Regions from separate parts of the Mus musculus genome. Here region 1 is linked to region 2. Evidence: chromatin contacts called from public promoter capture Hi-C data. All regions are on one chromosome and are shown on one strand. The core of a region is the stretch at or near the end of the contact, and the rest is flanking DNA. Distances in the headings are between cores, read along the strand shown.

Region 1 (2,880 bases), core at 244-2,743, 2.9 Mb after region 2:
TATTACCTGACTGTGGACAAAATGAACAGCTACTTAACACCCCTGTCGCCATGGCATGGCAGGAAAAGGCACTTGCTACCAAGATAATCTGGGTTTCATTCCTCGGGACCCAGATAGTGAAAGAAAAAACACTCTCCTATAAGATGTTTCCATGAGCACAGAGGTACATGCCACACACAATAGAAACATTAAAAAAAAAAAAACCTAAACAATAGGCTGCAGAGATGTCTCTGTGGTTTATGAGCAAGCAGTGCCCTCGGAGAGGGCCTGAGTTAAGTTCCCAGCACTCATGTCCATTGATTGACAGCTCCTGTTACTTCTGGCTCAATCTGGGGGCCAAAATAAACCTAGGGTTACTTTTATCATAACAGGAATAATAACAATCAGTTTTTGCAGCTTTTCTTGTTCCAAAGGACAAGTAACAAAACTGAAGCTGTCTTTATTTTGTTAGAGACTAGAATGTAAAATTCAATACAAAACGGAGTGGAGAGGTTTGCTCTGAGCACTGCTTAGGTTAAAGCAGCCCCCACCCACTCACTCTCACTGCCCAGATTTTAGTCAAGGTTGTTAGATTAGGATGGAGGCAAGTGGAAATAAAAGGGCAGATCTACCTCCACAGAAGTTCTGTCCTTTAATCAGAACAAGTGACACCAGTTTCTCCACGGGAGTGGAAGCTGCACAGGTGGTGCAGAGGGCCTGAAGTTCTATAGGACGGGAAAAAACCTCTGGGATATAAGATTTCACCTGCGGGTCGGTTCCCCTACAGTCTCAAAGTGCTAAATAAATACCAAGTTGGCATGCTGATCTTCTCAGAAGGCAAGGATTCTGACAGCCCACAGGTGTTATCTGTCAACTTTCGAATCAGGAGTTCCTTAGTCCACCTGAGGCTTTTTGGTCATTAAACCCTTTAAAGGAAAATCCTAAAATTCTGCACACAGAAGCCAAGACAATCTGGTGCACGCTAGACCAGCAGGCTACTCTGAACTATAGCTCTAGTCTTCAAAACGCTTTTTTCTTTCTCTCTTTTTTTTTCTTCTTCTTTTTTTTTTTTTTTTTGAGGCAGCTTTCACTATCGATTTCGTGGTTTGTTTTTGTTTTTTAAAGTCGCGTAGAATACGCCACAAGGTTGCGGTGGGCTAGGTGCGCGAGTACTGCCCCGAGATCCGTGGCTTGCGGAGCGGTGCGTGGGCTTCCCCGCTTGCTGAATGGCAGCCTCGATTTCCGCGGGGCCATAAGAGCCCCGCGGTTTCCGGACTCGAGCGCTAAACCAAAGCATCTTACCCACAGCTCTACCCGATAGTCTATTTTTGGCGACGCCCTCGTAGCATTTCCGGAACCTCAACCGGAAGCTGGGTATGCGGAAACTACAATCCTGTAACCGAGGCGGAGTCTCGCGAAGAAAAGCCAAGCCGCTCATTCTCCGCCCCCTCCACGCCCATCTCTCTACGTCACGGCCAGGCGGGCGTTAGTGTGCGCGTCGTGCGCATGCGCATGCGTTCTCGGCCAGTCTCGCCCCCGCGCAGGCGTCTTTCTGGCCAGTCGCGCGTGGGCTGAGGCCCTGGGCGGGCGTTGCGAAGACTTGTTTGCTTGAGTTTGGACCCTGCGACAGTTCTCATTTCCCTCCCGGTGGGGCTGGCGTACACCCGGAGCTGGAGAATGGGCAGCTAGACGCAGGCTAGGGAGCCTGTGGCTGCGGACATGAACTCGCCCGTGGACCCCGGCGCTCGGCAGGCACTGAGGAAGAAGCCGCCCGAGCGGACTCCTGAGGTAAGGCCGGGCACTGGCGAGCACTGCTCGGCCCCGACCTGGCCGTAGCCGCGCAGGGTGATGAGCACCTTTCCTGCCGCTTCCTGCCGGGGACTTCCTTGTACTTGTGATAAGAAAGCACCGTTACTGTTGACTGGCTTCTGAGTTTGTGTGTGCTCAGGTGGGCTGAAAAACAAGCTGGGAATAATGATGTGTAAGAGACAGTTCATACCATAGCCAGTGTGTGCTGTGCGTTCATCTCAGATACTGCACAATTGCCCCCAGAAGACAGGTTTCCAATGTCCGTATCAGACTCTGCGTCAGCCAGATAGTAGTAAGTCCCGTGGCGGGTGATGCGTGTCGAGTGGTTCCCTGGTGCTTTTTCAAACTTTCCGTGGGAAGTTTAAGATTATTTGTTAAGTTTTCTTGGTTTGAAGACGTTTCTATAATCTTAGTGGCTATGTGTATTATACCAAAATTAAAAAAAAAAAAAAGGAAAACCCAACAGCAATGTAAATGCAATGAGTCGTCTTGTTTGAAGTTGCAGTAACTGAAATGAAATGTTTTAATTTTTAGTCACGGGAGTTTCATACTTAGAGTTCTTTGCATAGAAAGTCTCAAACTTTGGGTAACACTCTGGGACATGACTTTGTTACAGCCATTATTGAAGTTGTGATGTGTCCAGCTTGCTTCCTGAAACCTTGATCTTTGCATAGTAACAAGGCACCTGCCCACCCCTTTCCAGGGGCTACTTTTTCCTACTTATAATTTATGAATCAGCTTTTCTGTGGTGATTACCATTGTAATGTGCATTTTAAGTTTTATTTACGAACATTATTTAGGTAATGAAGGAAAACCTTGTTTCTCTTCAGGTACCGAATTACTTAGTTTGAAATTGAGTCTTTTTAAGTAGAGGACGTTTTCTCAACTGTTGGGGAACTTATGCTTGGTCATGTGTGCTGTGTTGAGGACTTTTATCTTGTGTTACTGGAATAGCAACATTGTTGAAGGGAATATTAACTGCTTGGATTCATTGGCTGTATTTTTGAATGAGTGTAGAATTTAGGTTACTAATAAATCATTATCCAGAGTGCTAGTGATGCTTTATTTTGACAAAGAGTTCTATGAAATTCT
Region 2 (2,882 bases), core at 224-2,723:
GAGTTCCTTAGGATTCAGAATCCTAGTAGATTGCTGTCAAATACCCAGCTTACCTTTTCCACACTAGAAGAATCTTTGAAGAGAATAAACCCAAACCCTCTTGATCGTCCAGTGTTGGGATCCATTTTTATTGTACAGTCAACAACCTCTCCAAACTTAGTAAAATAATCCTTTAAGTCTTTTTTGCTGGTATCCCAGCTCAGACCACCAACGAACATTTTTCTGCAAGTGAGAGACAAGACCACAAACCTTAGAAGCTGTAAAAGAATTCTGACACTTTTCCTGGCTGGGGAAGGGCTTATGGAGCCACAGTCCCATGGACCAGTCTGAGATGGTGCCCCCTTTCAAGTTAACCCTTGCGTCGCTCTGCAATCTCGACTCAACTGGAACTCACAGCTGAACGAGACTGTACAGCCACACACGGTACATACGGGACAAGAATGTGACCCATGACCCCTCACGAGTTTAAAATCAGCGTGCCCTGCACTCATGAATCTACTTGAGCTCACGGCCTCCCAAGTACCTGCCCCAAGGAACTCTGGGTTTCCCGGTGCCAAGACCGCCCCAGGGTTCAGGCTGGAACTCCGCCCCTCGACTCGCGGCAGGCTAGGCCCGGCCCGCTGCGCGCCAACTCCGCCTACGCAGCAGAGACGCAGCCCTCGCGGCCCGATTCGCGATCCGCCGCTTTTCCTCTTCCGGGGCCGCCCGCCCCGAGGCCCGAAGTAGCCCAAGCACCGCGCGAGCGGCCCAGATCGGCCTCACAGTCGACCCCGCAAACTCCTGCAAACTCCGAGGCGCGTAACCGCGCCCGGGCCAGGCGGCAAGCGCGCCAGGCAGGCACAGCTCCGCGGGCCGCCCGCCCCTCCCCCCGCCGCGTGGCGCCAACAAAAGACGGCCCCAGAACAAAGGCGGCGGCCCGCGGCCGCACCTACCCCGCGTCCTCCTCGTTCTTGCTGGCGTTGATCTGGTCGCCCTCCGCGCCGTTCTGGTTCCCGCTCGGTGCGGTCGTGGTCCCGCCCCCAGACCCGGCCGAGGCCGCGGGGGCCGCGGCAGCCGCGCTGGGCTCGACCGGGGCCTCGCCTTCGGGGGCGGCCTCGTGTCCGTTCTCGGTGGCGCCCGTCGTCTCCATGGGCTGCTCCTCAGCCGCGTCCGACATGGTCGGCCAGGCCGCAGCGGCTACTGCAACGAGCGGCGACAGCGCGTCAGGCCCCGCGGCGCTCCCCGAGCTCCCGCCCACCGCCCGCGGCCGGGCCGCTCACCTCGCCGCCGATGACGCCGCGAGGCCCTACTCGCCGCAGAAGGCGACGCGCGGGCTTGGCCGCGGTCACGCTCGCACCCCCGAGGGCTCGTCCGCAGCCACTGACTATCGCTCCGCTCGGCCGCCGCCGTACACTGCCGATAAAGAAGACCTTAACTCCGTCCCGCGCGGTGCCACCGCCTGACAATGCCAACTCGTGGAGCTCTTTATAATGCCGAAGCCGGGCACCACCTCGTAACAACGGATACTCTCATTGGGCAAAGCGAACCGCCACTCACCATTGTCCTAGCATCTTATTGGCTGCTTCTGCGCGCGCGCTCTAGATCCGGGCGGGCTTTGTCCTCATTTTAGAACGCGCGCGAGTCGGAGAACTGTCTACGGTTCCGGTCACCGGGCGAGCACGTCCAATGTCCCCAGCTGCCCGGGGTACACGGCAGTCTGTCATCCTATCCCTACATCCTATTCTACACTAGCAACCCCGGCCTCCCAAAAGAGGAGAATGAGCCGGAGGAAGTCCCCTAAATCCAAGGTCGCCCGGAGAAAGGAGCCTAATCTTGGAGTGCTCTAATCTACGGAGTGCTGCGGTCATCGGAGGCCTTCAGCACAGCCTGCTCCTAAACCTCGGCATCCTGAGATGCCAGGGCTCCTGCCCTCTTCAGTGAGCTAGCTGGGGCCATCCATGGAGGCCTGGCGCAGTGAACGTTGGACCGTAGTATTTCCAGTGTCTGCTTGACACCCATAGATACTTAATATCGCATTAGTGTTTAGCTTTGCCTTTAATTTTTATTTCTTTCCTTTGGTTCCGTTTTGTGTTTTTTGAGACCAAGTCTGGTATCCTCCGACTGGCCTTGAACTCTTGACCCTCCATTTTCACCCCCTCAGTGCTGGAATTATGTGCTGCACCACCACTGTGCCTAGCTTAATTTCACTGATTTTTAGATGATCCTAAATGGAAAAATTAAGAGTCTTTTCATGTAGCCCCAGGATATGATTACAGACATGTGTCACCCTGCCTAGTCTGACAACTTGCTTTTGGAAAAATAGCCCTGTTAAATGAGGTTATGGTAAAGAGGGGTAGTTTTCTTTTAAGCATTGACCATAAAACTTTAAAGGCCTGGGTTAGGCCATGATTCCTGTGTATGTGTGCATACGTTTGTGTTGAGTGTAAGTTCTATGCCCTGAGTGTGTAAATCAGACAAGGTATCAATCTTCACTTTCCATTTTGTTCTTTATAATTTTTTTTTCCTTTAAACAAACTAGCTGGCCCACAACTTCATTTTTAGACCTAGGCTGGTCTTGAAGTCACAGAAAACTGCCTGCCTGCCTTCTAAGTGCTGGAATTAAAGGTGTGAGTCATCCAATGGATGGATGGATATAGATAGATAGATAGATAGATAGAGATATATATAGATTTTTTTTTTTGAGACAGGGTTTCTCTGTATAGCCCTGGCTGTCCTGAAACTCACTTTGTAGACCAGGCTGGCCTCCAGGCAAATGGTCTCACAAGCTTTGGAGATTCTCTGTCTCCTCCCACATTGATGGAGTAAGCTGAAGTTAGATTTGTGCTCCCCTGTTCAGCTGTGGGCACTGGAGTCCTGAACTCAGGTCCTCATGCTTGTGCCCA

What was found. Promoter capture Hi-C pulls out the DNA fragments that hold promoters and counts their contacts.
Region 1: a contact with region 2 is called in a promoter capture Hi-C map of liver, with 4 times the contacts expected there. The contact joins the promoter of Rapgef6 here to the promoter of Hnrnpab in region 2. A contact is called at or near these places in 2 of 39 promoter capture datasets (liver and pre-B cells) and 1 of 115 datasets of contacts at active chromatin or transcription factors (astrocytes).

What each region holds. Positions count from the first base shown.
Region 1 is chr11:54,521,352-54,524,231 of GRCm38.p6, forward strand. Rapgef6 (Rap guanine nucleotide exchange factor (GEF) 6) reads left to right here and starts at 1,494. Exons shown (of 29, transcript NM_001252494.1): 1 at 1,494-1,767. The coding sequence starts at 1,699.
Region 2 is chr11:51,605,408-51,608,289 of GRCm38.p6, forward strand. It overlaps Hnrnpab (heterogeneous nuclear ribonucleoprotein A/B), which reads right to left and starts at 1,474. Exons shown (of 8, transcript NM_001048061.1): 1 at 1,260-1,474; 2 at 933-1,179; 3 at 54-222. The coding sequence starts at 1,156.